Regions from separate parts of the Sus scrofa genome. Here region 2 is linked to region 1. The links are chromatin contacts, called in public Hi-C maps. All regions are on one chromosome and are shown on one strand. Each heading gives the region's core, a stretch centred on a gene start, on an enhancer-like site or on the middle of the called end of the contact. The rest is flanking DNA. Distances are from core to core; before and after follow the strand shown.

Region 1 (6,320 bases), core at 1,209-3,708:
TCCAGAAGCGCTGCGTGTCCAGCACACCCGCATCAAAAGGAGGAGCGCGTCCCGGAGGCCAGCCCCCCCCCCCCCGCCCCGTTCCTTTCGCTGCATCTGCAGCCGGTGCCCCACATCCCGGCCTCTCTCACGTATTTACATACTCCCTGAGGCCAACAGCTTCTCTCCACATGCCCTTTCCCCTCTCCCCATCCACCGGGAAGTCGGGAAGCCTGGCTCTAGCACCTTGGTCCTGGACGTCCTGGGCGACCTTGGGTGAATCCCTTTCCCTCTCTGGGCCTGAGTTTCCTCACGTGTGCAATGGGGGTTGAGGGAGGTGTTGGATGGGTTGGAGTCTAAAGTTCCTTCCGGAGTTCCGTTGTGGCTCAGTGGAAATGAACCTGACTAGTGTCGGTGAAGATGAGGTCTGGTCCCTGGCCTTGCTCAGTGGGTTAAGGATCCCGCGTTGCTGCAGCTGTGGCTGTGGTGTCAACCGGCAGCTGCAGCTGCAGCTCCGATTAATCTCCAGGTGTGGCCCTAAAAAGCAAATAAATAAATAAAAGAGAGAAAGAAAAAAGTTCCTTCCATTTCGAGAGGTCTGGGGCTGGGCCACTTGGTAGTTTACCACTGCCCTCCAGGGAGTTCCAGGCCTGGACGGCAGGGCTCCCCGCTGCCTGACTCCTCTCTCCAGAACCTCTCCCCCTCTGCATCCTCCCCTCCCTGTCTTTCCTTCCGTAGCTGTCTCAGTGATTAATTCCATAAGAACCCACGAAGGCAGAGGCCATTGTCCTCATTCTGCAGATGAAGCCACGCTTCTGTCACCTTGGACTTCATTGGGAAGGGAGGGTGCTCCTGGGTCTGTTCCTCAGCCAGCCCAGACGGACTGCCACTCACAGCTCAGTGACCACCTCTGTGAGCTGCAGCTGCATCGAGGGCAATTGGGAGGACTCTAAGGTGTCTGTGAGCTCAGCAGCCTGGAGCTTGGGGGCGTCTCTCTTTGGTGTGCAGCACAGAGCCACACCTCCAAATATCTCTGACTCTTATTCTACCTTCCAGATTATCCTTCTGCAGTAATGCTGCCCTCCTCCTCCTCTGACCCTGCAGCCCCCTGCCAGAGGCTCCTCAGCTGTCCTGTCCATCCAGCACTCTAACCCTCTCCTTCATGCTGCTCTTGCAGATTTTTGCTCGTCTTCAGCTGCCTGGTGCTGTCCGTGCTGTCTACTATCCAGGAGCACCAGGAACTTGCCAACGAGTGTCTCCTCATCTTGGTGAGTGCTGGAGTCTGGGTCGGAGGGAGGCTGTGTGGAAAAGCACCTCTGGGCTGAGGAGGGAGAAGTGGAGAGAGGCTTCGTATACCCTGGCTCAGAGAACGGCTTGCTGTGCTGTGTTCCCGGAGCTGGTGGCTGCCCCTTTCTTGGCTGCATCCCCTGCTGTGTAGCAGGTGATAGGAGAGCCCCTGCCTCTATGCCAGGGCTTATGCTGGGCCCAGAGGAGAGGAGAGGAGACCCCCTCCTCTTCAGGACCAAGGCTGCTAAAGCCATCCCCGGTGTGGCAGGGTCCCTCCGCTAAGCAGGAGCACCTCAGAGGGGCACAGTGACAGACAACCAACCCTTATGTCACCTGGTCAAGGTTACCAGGCTGCGATGGCTGGGAGGGCAGTGAGGAGCAGAAAAACCCAGACAGCTCATGGGGACACAAGGGAGGACAGACTTGGTCTTTCCGTCTCTTTGGAAGATGGCCTAGAAGAAGTCACTTGCCTTCTGGAATCTTTCTCAGGTCCGTCCAGGTGTAAGAACCTCAGGGAGAGGTGGCCTGAGAAAATCCTAGTACCCCTAATCTAGGGGCTCTGGGCTGGGTGGGTGCTGTGTGACCTGGGCTGGGTCCTGAAGAGTGGGGACCGGGCCCCTGATCCCACAGGAATTCGTGATGATCGTGGTGTTTGGCCTGGAGTACATCGTCCGTGTCTGGTCTGCTGGATGCTGCTGCCGCTACCGAGGATGGCAGGGCCGCTTCCGTTTTGCCAGAAAACCCTTCTGTGTCATCGGTAATGGGCCTGCCCCCGCGCCTGACCCTTGACCCCAAGCTCCAGGGTCGACACCCTGACCCCAGGACCCTGGCTGCTGACACAGACTTCACGGACCTTCCTAATCGCGCCCTCGGCCCCGGGAATCCCCGACCTCGGGTCCAGGCCCGGGGGAGGTTGCCTCCCCGGCGCGGGCCCTGACTTCGCCCCTCGCCCCGCCCCTGCAGACTTCATCGTGTTCGTGGCCTCGGTGGCCGTCATCGCCGCGGGTACGCAGGGCAACATCTTTGCCACGTCTGCGCTGCGCAGCATGCGCTTCCTGCAGATCCTGCGCATGGTGCGCATGGACCGCCGCGGCGGCACCTGGAAGCTGCTGGGTTCGGTGGTCTACGCGCACAGCAAGGTGAGGCCGCGCGGGGACCGGGGGCGGGGCGGGGCGGGGCGAGGGGCGGGAGAGGGGCGGGACCGGGCCTGGGCCGGCAGCCGGGAGGGCGGGGCGAGGCCAGGGACAGACGCAGGGAGGGCGGGGCGAGGGGCGGGGCGGGGCCCGAGGGCCAAGGCTTCAGAGTCTCGTCGGGAAGTTTCTGGGTTCGGGGATCTACGCTTACAGCGAACTGGGGAGCTGGAACGGGTTCTGAGGGTGGCGCTGGGGCGGGACAGGAGGTGGGACCGGATGGCAGCCTGAAAGTGGGGCCTGGGGAGCGGGGCAAGGTAGGCTTGGGGTTCGGGGGCCGAGCGGGGAACCTGGAAGGTCAAGGGTAGCGCCAAGGTTTTGTGAGGCCTGGGTGTTCAGGAAAAGCAGGGCGGGTCTCCTTGGAGGCAGCTGCTGAGAAAGGCGGGCAGGGCCCCCGCCAGGGACCTCCGAGAGGTGGGTATTTTTTATCCCCTTTCAGAACCCCTCCCGGAGACGGTTCTGGGAGCCTTCCACCTCCTGACGTGTGCCAGGTGGGCACAGCGTCCCTTGCTTCCTCACGCCCCTCCGTCTGGGTCCTTGCTGTGGTCTCATCGGTGGCTGCCCCACAGGAGCTGATCACCGCCTGGTACATCGGGTTCCTGGTGCTCATCTTTGCCTCCTTCCTGGTCTATCTGGCTGAAAAGGACGCCAACTCCGACTTCTCCTCCTACGCCGACTCACTCTGGTGGGGGACGGTGCGTGAGGGTCTGTGCAGGGCGGACCTTCTCCCTGGGACCCTTCTCGGCCCGATCATTGTGACCCCGACTCAAGGACCTGTCTCTGTCCTCTCGGCCAGGGCTGGGACCCCCTGTGACCAGCCCCTGTATTGGTCCCCCAGCTTGCCTCAGGGGACCAGTTTGTACCCCCATCTGGGTCCCTTGTGACCTGTACACACACACACACACCCACCCCCCTCCCCCCGCCTCCAGCACAGGAGATGGGGAGAATCAAGTTATGCCTCTAACCAGCCCCTCTGCCAAGTCCTCGACTTGTCCCTCTGGGCACCCATGAGGACCCCTCCCTTATGATCAGGCTTCCGGGTTCCTGTGCCCTGACAAGCCCCTGTGACCAGCCCTGCAGGTGACTTGTTTGTGTCCCCAGATTACACTGACGACCATCGGCTATGGTGACAAGACGCCACACACCTGGCTGGGCAGGGTCCTGGCTGCTGGCTTTGCCTTACTGGGCATCTCCTTCTTTGCCTTGCCTGCTGTGAGTGCCCTTCCACGTAGGATGGCCTGGCCTGGGGGAGGGTATCCTGGGGGTAGAGCCTGCTAAGCCCCTCTCCAGCATTTGCATGGGCGGTGGGGACACCTCGGATGGACAGGGGTGAGGCACCTTTGCTGTCTCTGGGTTTTTTGTTTTTGTTTTTGTTTTTGTTTTTGTTTTTTGTCTTTTCTATGGCCGCACCCATGGCATATGAAAGTTCCCGGGCTAGGGGTCGAATCAGAGCTGCACCTGCCCGTCTATGCTACAGCCACAGCAATGCTGGAAGGGTGCCACATCTGTGGCCTATGCCACAGCTTGCTGCAATGCCAGATCCTTAACCCACGGTGTGAGGCCAGGGATCGAACTCACATCCTCACAGACATTATATTGTGTTCTTAACCTGCTGAGCCACAGTGGGAGCTCCTCCCCCCACCACATTCCCCCAACCATGTCTATTGTCCTAGGGCATCCTTGGCTCTGGCTTTGCCCTGAAGGTGCAGGAGCAGCACCGGCAGAAACATTTCGAGAAGCGGAGGATGCCAGCAGCCAACCTTATCCAGGTACAGAACGCCCAGGAAGCCCCTCAACTCTGTATGCTGACCCTTGTGTCCCAGCTTCACAGCTATGACTCCACTTTAAGCTCCAAGAGGAGATGTGGCTTCTCCGGGGTGATATGCCAAATCAGGAAGAGCTGGGATGCTGGATAAGATGGTCCGAAACGGCTCCCTGTGCCATATGCCCAGCGCAGGGCTAGCCAGAGCTGTCCCGTTGCCCAATTCCAGCCCCGACTCTACAGGCCTGGAGTGGAGTGGAGACTGAACAAGCAGCTCTGCACCCCTGGTGGAGACCCAGTCTTGCCACCATCGGCTGTGCCCACTCTACTTCCAACACGCTAATTCATTCCACACGCATTCACAAACGAATGCTGTAACTACGGAGAGAAATGGTTCTCTGAGGAGCACTTGACAGGGGACCTGGCCTGATCTGACCTTGAAGAAATCTCAGGGCTGACTACCCTGAGAAACTGCCATGAGCTGAGAACTGGGAGATAGGTAGGAGTTAGCCAGGGGAAGAGGTGAAGGGGGAAGCATTCAAGGTGCGGGAATAGCATGTGCAAAGGACCTGTGGTGAAAGAGAGCAGGGTGTGTTTGAGAAAGTGGAATGAAGCTAGTGAGACTGGAACAGAGAGCTCAAGGGAGGCGTGCCTTTGGGGCTCAGTGGGTCAAGGATGTGGCGTTGTCAGTGCTGTGGCTTTGAGTTTGATCCCTGGCCCAGGAACTTCCATATGCCTTGGGCCTGGACCAAAAAAAAAAGTGGAAAAAAAGTTCAAGGAAGAGTGGACAGTGGAAGGGTTTGGATAAGTGGGTGTGGCCCAGACGCAAGGGCCGCAGAGAAGAATTTAACATTTTCCTAAGAACAGCGAGGATCCATTGAGAGGTACAAAGTAGGAGGGAGGGTGACATGATCAGATTTATGTTTTGAAACGTAGTGAGTGGATTGGAGGGTGAGCCAGGTGTGTGGAGACCAGACAAGGGGCTCTGGCAGCAGTCCGGGTGAGGCGGGTGACTTGGATGAGGGTAGCAGCAGGTGAGATGGGAAGAGACGGGCAGATTCTGCATGTTTAGGAGGTGAGACTGTGGCATCAGGAATGGGGGAGAGGGAGGGGACAGGTGGTGGGTTTCTAGCTCGCCCAGCTGAATGGCTGGTGACCCTGCCCCCTGGAGGGGGACCCGAGCTGGGCTGTGGAGGGTGAGCTTGGCTGGAGCATGTAGAGTCTGGGGGGGGGCGCTCTGAGACCCTGAGGCGGGGTGTTGAGGCAGCCGGATATACGGGTCTGCATTGGAGGTGCGGAACGGGCTGGGCCTTGGGCGTGGATGGTAACGAAGCCCTGGGCATGGAGGCTCTTGCCCAGTGGGGAGACGAAGGAGAGAGAAGAGAAGGTGGTCGGGACCTGGGCTTTTAGGAGCCTTAACGTTTGGTGGCTGGGTGGTCAGCGCTGAGCCGGCCAGGGAGGCAGAGAAGGAATGGCCACAGAGGTGGGAAAAAAACCAGGAGTGGGGGGCTCTGTTTCCCCTGCCGTCCGAGCCATTCTGACAGGGCACTGGCTGAAGCCAGGGCTCTGATTGTTTTTGTTTTTGTTTTCTTTTTATGGCTGCACCTGCAGCAAATGGAAATTCCTAGCCAAGGGGTCAAGTCAGAGCTGCAGCTGAGGCCTCTGCCACAGCCACAGCAATGCTAGATCTGAGCCGTGTGTGCAGACTACATGTGTGTAAGCTTGTGGCAATGCTGGATCCTTAATCCACTAAACAAGGCCAGGGATCGAACCTGCATCCTCACAGAGACAACGTCAGGTCCTTAACCCGCTGAGCCACAGTGGGATCTCCAGGGCTCTGATTTTCGTGAGTCTGTGGCTCAGCCTTGTGCAAGAGAAACCCCTGCAGGAAACAGTTCCGGGCGCACTGGCACAGCCTGCCTCCCCGGCTCCCCAGCGTGCTACCCCCTGCCCCCCAGCCCAAGTTTGACTCAACACCCTCTTATCTGTCCCCCCCCCAGGGTGGAACCCCCTCCCATTCCTGCTATCTCCAGCCACCAGCCCAGTCTTTCCTTCTCAGCATCCCTTGGGGCACAATGGCTGCTGTCCCCTGGGAGTTGGCC
Region 2 (6,320 bases), core at 2,786-5,285, 130 kb before region 1:
AGTGCCCACGACACCCTGGCTCCCCACACAGCTCGGTGGCTGGTTAAAGAGCCTGCAGGAGGATCCAGCACATGCCTGGCTTTGAACCTGAACCTCCCCCTTCCATTGCATCTGTTGTTGGATCACAAAGGAACCGAGGAAATAGGGCTGGTGTTTCTCCAGGGTTTTTTGGGTTCTGAATGCCCTCCCAGCGCCCTTAACACTTTTCTGGACCCATGTCAGCATTTCAGAGGATTCTAGTGCCAGGTCTGCTCCAAAGAAAGTGCCACTCCAGGAAGAATTTGAACAAAGAAAATTTCCTTTTTTGGTATTAAGATTTCCTGTCTTCCAGCTGTTTGGCTCTCAGCCTGTGCCCTGCCTTCAACCCGCTAAGCTAACAACTATGTTGATGATAATACTTTCTTGCTTTTGTGCGGTGCTTTGTACTTTTCAGGGCATTTTTATGCTTGTTATTTTATTTGACACTCACAGACACCCAGGGAGGATAGGTGGGGGGGTGGGCAGAGGGTAATACCCATCATTTCTCCCATCCCATCCATCCTTTTTTTTTGGCCACACCCCAGGCATGCAGAAGTTCCTGGACCAGAGATCAAATCCACGCCATAGTGGAGACCCAAGCCACAGCAGTGACAACACCAGATCCTTAACTCACTGAGCCGCCAGGAAACTCCCCATCCGTCCTTTTAAAACAACTTATTTTGTTTACTTATTTTTTTGGTTGCGCCCATGGCCTGTGGGAGTTCTCAGGCCAGGGATCAAACCTGGGAGACAGAAGTGACAACACTGGATCCTTAACAGGCTAGGCCACCAGGGAACTCTTAAAACAATTAATTTTATTTATTTATTTATTTATTTATTTTGTCTCTTTTAGGGCTGTACCCACAGCATATGGAAGTTCCAGGCAAGGGGTCAAATCAGAGCTGTAGCTGCCAGCTTAAACTACAGCCACAGCAACGCCAGATCTGAGCCTTGTCTGTGACCTACAGCCCAGCTCACAACAATGCCAAGTACTTAACCCACTGAGCAAGGCCAGAGATCAAATCTGCATCCTCATGGATACTTGTTGGGTTTATTACCACTGAGCCATGATGGGAACTCCCTATTTTATTTTTATTGATTTATTGATTGATTTATTTGTCTTCTTGCCTTTTTCTAGGGCCACACCTGCGGCACATGGAGGTTCCCAGGCTAGGGGTCTATTCGGAGATGTGGCCGCTGGCCTACACCACAGCCACAGCAACGAGGTATCCGAGCCAGTCCGTCAAGAGACGTGGCTACCCCACAGGGGCCTGGGTATCGGGAGGAGCCCACAGTTAGACTTAAGGATTTAGTAATAGTTCCTCTGGTATTGGCCAGGACAAATGCTATTAGAAGAGTCATTTTTCTTTTTTGTTTGCACAGAACTTGGGGGAAGTTAAGACAGGCAGGGTTGAGAGCCACAGGTCTCTCTCTCCATCACCTTCTCTGAAAAAGAGGATGCAGAGGAGTTCCCGTTGTGGCTCAGTGGTAACAGGACTAGTATTCAGGAGGATTCAGGTTTGATCCCTGGCTTCACTCAGTGGGTTAAGGATCTGACATTGCCATGAACTGTGGTACAGATCACAGATGCGGCTTGGATCCCACGTTGCTGTGGCGTAAGCTGGAAGCTGCAGCTCTGATTTGACCCCTAGCCTGGGAACCTCCAAGTGCTGCAAGTGCAGCCCTAAAAAGAAAAAAGAGAGAGAGAGAGAGGATGCAGAGGTCCTAGTCCTTGTGCTCCCTCCCTTCCTAAACTCTACTATGCAGCAAGGGCACCCTTTCCTGGACCGTCCTTTGGGGCCTCTTGCCAACAGTGCTCATTGCTGTGTCCCCATCCCGTCACTCCAGAGCCCGTCCCTTCCAGCCACAACACAGTCAAGTTATCTTGAGAGGCAGGCGGTAAGTTCTCCATCACATAGCTCTAATAATTAGGGGAAGACGCGGAAGCAAGAGGAGTAAGAGGCTTTCTCTGGGTTTTCTCTAGCGTTTCCCTTGCTTCTGTCCCAACAACACCCCAGCAGAGAGCTTAGTGTGCTTCTCTGTGGTATCACCCCACTTGACAGCTGCAACAGCACACCTGGCAAGTTGGTCATGGTGGTCAGCTAATGGCCAGAAAGAGCTTGGAAGTTCAAACAGAAGTAAGTTATTTTGGAGAACTGGTTAGAAACGTGTTGGCTTAAAGGAGCCAAAGGGTAAGGCGGAGCCAACCAGAGATTAGGAGTTTGCAGGAAGCTTCCACCACCCCGAGGCCTGTAGGATCCAACGGAAGGGTGTTACTAGGTCCAGAAGTGCACTTGCTGCTTACACTAGTGGAATATTGCTTTTGAAATGATGCTGCTAACAGAACTTCCAGGGATCACTGGAGCCTGCAGCTACCCACTGCTGCCCCTCCTCCAGGAAACACTGATGGTTTCTGAGCCCACAACCACCAGCTGCTGCCAGAGTCTCCAGCAGATGTAGGAAGAAAATGGCTTCACCTCTTCTCTAGCCATGCTATCTCCAGCTGTCCAATTTCCCACCTGTACGTCCCATTGGCTGACTCTGACAGGAAGCCAGTTAACAAGGGGAGTCTGGAAAATGTAGTTTTTAGGGCACTTCAGGGCCTGGCACTCCAGTACAAAGCAGAGCATGCAAAGGTTAGAGTAGAGCTCAGAGGAAATGGGCAATTGACTGGCACAAATGCTATTGAAACTTACATCTGATTTTGGCACCTCAAAAGCTGTATGTATTGAACCCTAGTTGATTACCTCATCTCTCCATTTCCCCCTTTCTCACAGCCCCTGATTTCCTTTCCAGGATCCATGTGTTCCCAAGAGGCTGACTCCACTAGGGAAGGAGAGGTCTGAGCCAGACCACCCCATTGGCCAGAATGATTGGTTCAGGGTGGTCATATGAACTCAGCCTGCCCAATCAGAGTGAATCTCAGGAATTTCATCTTAGGAAGAAAGAGTAGCCTTGAAGACTAGGGGAGTAACTCTTAGGCACAGGTGGAAGCCAATGCTGCAGCCACCGCTCAGGAAGCGCTGGCACATTTGATCAGGCTCATGCCCCTCAGTGTGCCTAGTATTGGTCCCAAAGCAAGACTAATTTACAAGCATCACAGAAAACTCTAAAGAGAAAGTCTAGGAAACTGCCACTCTTCCCATGGTCACATCCTGGAACAGTGGCTTTAAAATATGGGAATACTTAATTTACAAAATAGCTCTAGGGTCTCTCGAAACTGAAACGGGTGTTCCCATTGTAGCTCAGTGGTAACAAACCTGAGTAGTATCTATGAGGACGAGCGTTTGATCCCTGGCCCTGCTCAGTGGGTTAAAGATCTGGCATTGCCTCGAGCTGCAGTGTAGTTTGCAGAAAAGGCTTAGATCCCATGTTGCTGTGGCTGTGGTGTAGGCTTGCAGTCACAGCTCTGATTTGACCCTTAGCCTGGGAATTTTTATATGCCACTGGTACGGCCCTAAAAAGACAAAACAAAACAAAACAAAAACCCCACAAACGAACAAATAAAAAGCTCCTCTTGACCCCATTCCAACTCCTACTTCCTTGAGTCAAAGCAGAGTAGATATAGTTGAATGGGACAAGAAGCAGAGCGGTGGTCTAGAGGTGAAATCTGTAGACGGAGAGGACCTTACCAAGACGGCAAGGAGTGGAGTTGGAAGGAAGCAGTCATCATGATTTGTATCAATGTATAGAAATCAGAACTGATTTCAACCCCCCAGGACTGCCTTCCTTCAGCTCCTGTTTTGACGGTCCTGCTCCCTGCCTCCCAAATCTTTTCTGGACTCTGGAGTCAGGTAAGCTCAAATTCAGCTCTGGCCCTGCTGTTTCTGAGCTGGCTAATTTGGGATACATTACATCTCTTCTTTAAGTTCCCTCATCTATACAATCAGTCTAATAAAACCTATTTCACCAAGTGGGATTAAGGATTAAATGAGATCAACCCACATTAGCTCATTGTCATCAAGACTTTCCCTGACCATTATGCAAAGCCCTACCCCCACTAGTAATCATTACCACTGTGACCACCTGTTGAGCAATCCTTCTGGGCCAGGCAATATGCTAGGGGCCTTACAAGCAGGGTTTCCAAGCCAAAAGGATTCCCTGGCACCTTCTCACTGCAGAATTTTCTCCTTCCGACAACTTAATTAATATTTTCAGAGTGTCTGCTTTGCACCAGGGAGTGGACTGGCTTACTTGAATGCATTCGTTCTACAGATGTTAATTAAATGCCTGCTACAGTGTTCGGAATCTCCTTGGTGATGGAAGGAACGGAACCCAAGATGAGAGTAGTAGCCCTGAACCCTGAAGGGCTCAGAATCTAGTCACGCAGTTAAATGCTATGTAACGAGGGTATTTTATAAAGGGTTCTTTCCTTCTAGCTTCCTTGGGGTTCCAGAGGCCATGGCTGACTATTTCTGATTCTGTTTTTCTAGCTTGACCTTTGAGCTCTAACTTCAGGACATTCCTTTGAGTTCTCAGCCCCCACGTGACCATCAGGATTCAGAGAGAATTTCTGTGTTCTCTCTCTCTCTCTGCCTGGGATCCCGCTCCAGGGAGAAGATACTTAACAGATGTCCAAAAGATAGGTAAACTGCTGGTCTGGCTCTTAACCAATGATCCTTTTGAACAATTCTTTGTGTTAATTCATTCATAGTCTCCTAATTGCCAAATCCAACTGACTTTTTGTCCCCTTGCAGATCTTTTGCCCCTTTTCTCTCTTTTTTGCATCATTATATTGTTTACTGTTCTTTGCAATTTTCATCTCTACAGCTCAGAGGGGTTACGTAACCTGTTCGATACTTTTTTTTTTTTTTTTTTTTGGCCGCACCTGTGGCATGTGGAAGTTCCTGAGCCAGGGATTGAACCTGCGCCACAGCTGCTGCAGTGACACCGCCCAATCCTTAACCCACTGTGCCACAAGAGAATGCCTGTAATGTGTTCAATTTATAAGAAGTAGAGTTGAGACTTGAACCTAGACTGCACCGACTCCAGAGCATATGCTGTAGCCAATACTCCACACTATCTTCCCAAGCAGACCACCTGTCCAACAGGCAGCCATTACCTGCATAGTTATTCAGATGTAAATGAAAATAAAACGAAGTAAAAAACTCAGTTGCTCAGTTGCATTAGCTGCCCTTGAGTGCTAAATAGCCACATGGGGCTGGTGGTTTTACTCTATTGCACGGCACAGATATAAATCATCTCCATCATCGTAGAAATGCCTGTTGGATAGCTCCAGTTCAGATATGGGATAGCATGGGTTAGGTAGGGTTCTGTCCACACCCCTTCACTTCCCCTCTCCCCCCTCATTTATTCTCAAGGAGGGGACAGCTGTTGTTTGGTCTGCCTAATTCTCCACTCTCACTTTTCTGGAAGTGTTACTTTGGCCCCCTACTTGCTATCATACCTTTACTCACAGGGTTCATATCGGCACATCCATGTTTATACAGGACGCTGCGCCCTCACAATAAGGTTGATTGGCTCAGGGACGGACATCTGGCTAAAGCCAGTCCAAGCAACAGCTCTTTCTCCCAAGTATTTGAAATTGAGCCTAAACGTCTCGTCACCTGACTGACCTCTTGAATGGAGGTGACCTGGGATCCACGGGGACCACATTTTCTTTGACACGGATCTGGAAGACTGGTCTGCAGGGAGATAAGGAAGTGACGAAACAGTGACACATGTTGGGGAGAGTTGGACCGAGGAGCCCAAAGGACATCAGGGCTCTGTGTCCGTCTCTCTGAGCTCTGCCTCCCTCTGCGACCTGCTTGCTCAGGCAGGCTCACTCCATAGAGCCGACAAGACAGCCACACACAGTTCTTTATCACTCATGACCTATGAAGAAAAATCTCGTCTCTCCTATATTTCACAACTTTGGGAAGGCTTTGTTTAGGTTAGTTTGGGTCATGTGCCCATCTGTTCAGAAACTGTGATCTGGGGGAGTTCCCCTCGTGGCACAGCGGAAACGAATCCGACTAGGAACCATGAGGTTGCGGGTTCCATCCCTGCCCTTGCTCAGTGGGTTAAGGATCTGGCGTTGCTGTGAGCTATGGTGTAGGCCGCAGATGTGGCTCAGATCCTGTGTTGCTGTGGCTGTGGTGTAGGCCAGCAGCAGTAGCTCTAATTTCGACCCCTAGCCTGGGAACCTCCATATGCTCCATGTGTGGCTCCAAAAAGCAAAAAAAAAAAAAAAAAAAAAAGCAACTGTGATCTGTCTTAGCAAAGGTTCCTAGAAAACAAAGCCTGAGGAAGGGATTAAGTGCTAAAGCTTTACGGGGGCTGCGCAGTCTTAAGGCGATGAG

Evidence for each region. Hi-C and Micro-C count contacts between places; a contact is called where the count stands out from the background.
Region 2: a Hi-C map of liver shows a contact between it and region 1, with 4 times the contacts expected there. The contact joins two enhancer-like sites. A contact is called at or near these places in 1 of 5 promoter capture datasets (fetal liver) and 3 of 47 Hi-C or Micro-C datasets (heart right ventricle, liver and skeletal muscle).

What each region holds. Positions count from the first base shown.
Region 1 is chr6:170,363,934-170,370,253 of Sscrofa11.1, reverse strand. It overlaps KCNQ4 (potassium voltage-gated channel subfamily KQT member 4), which reads left to right. Exons shown (of 13, transcript XM_021096972.1): 2 at 1,157-1,247; 3 at 1,897-2,023; 4 at 2,230-2,405; 5 at 3,026-3,151; 6 at 3,558-3,668; 7 at 4,130-4,225. Among named protein-coding and RNA genes, the nearest start is that of KCNQ4, 34 kb to the left of the region's middle. Within about 2 kb of position 2,458, at least 25 of the 83 cell types and tissues checked have an H3K27ac peak or open chromatin away from gene starts, as enhancers often do. A contact at or near this core is called in fetal liver and liver, where this site is marked.
Region 2 is chr6:170,493,181-170,499,500 of Sscrofa11.1, reverse strand. No RefSeq gene overlaps it. Among named protein-coding and RNA genes, the nearest start is that of RIMS3, 10 kb to the left of the region's middle. Within about 2 kb of position 4,035, at least 5 of the 83 cell types and tissues checked have an H3K27ac peak or open chromatin away from gene starts, as enhancers often do. A contact at or near this core is called in fetal liver and liver, where this site is marked.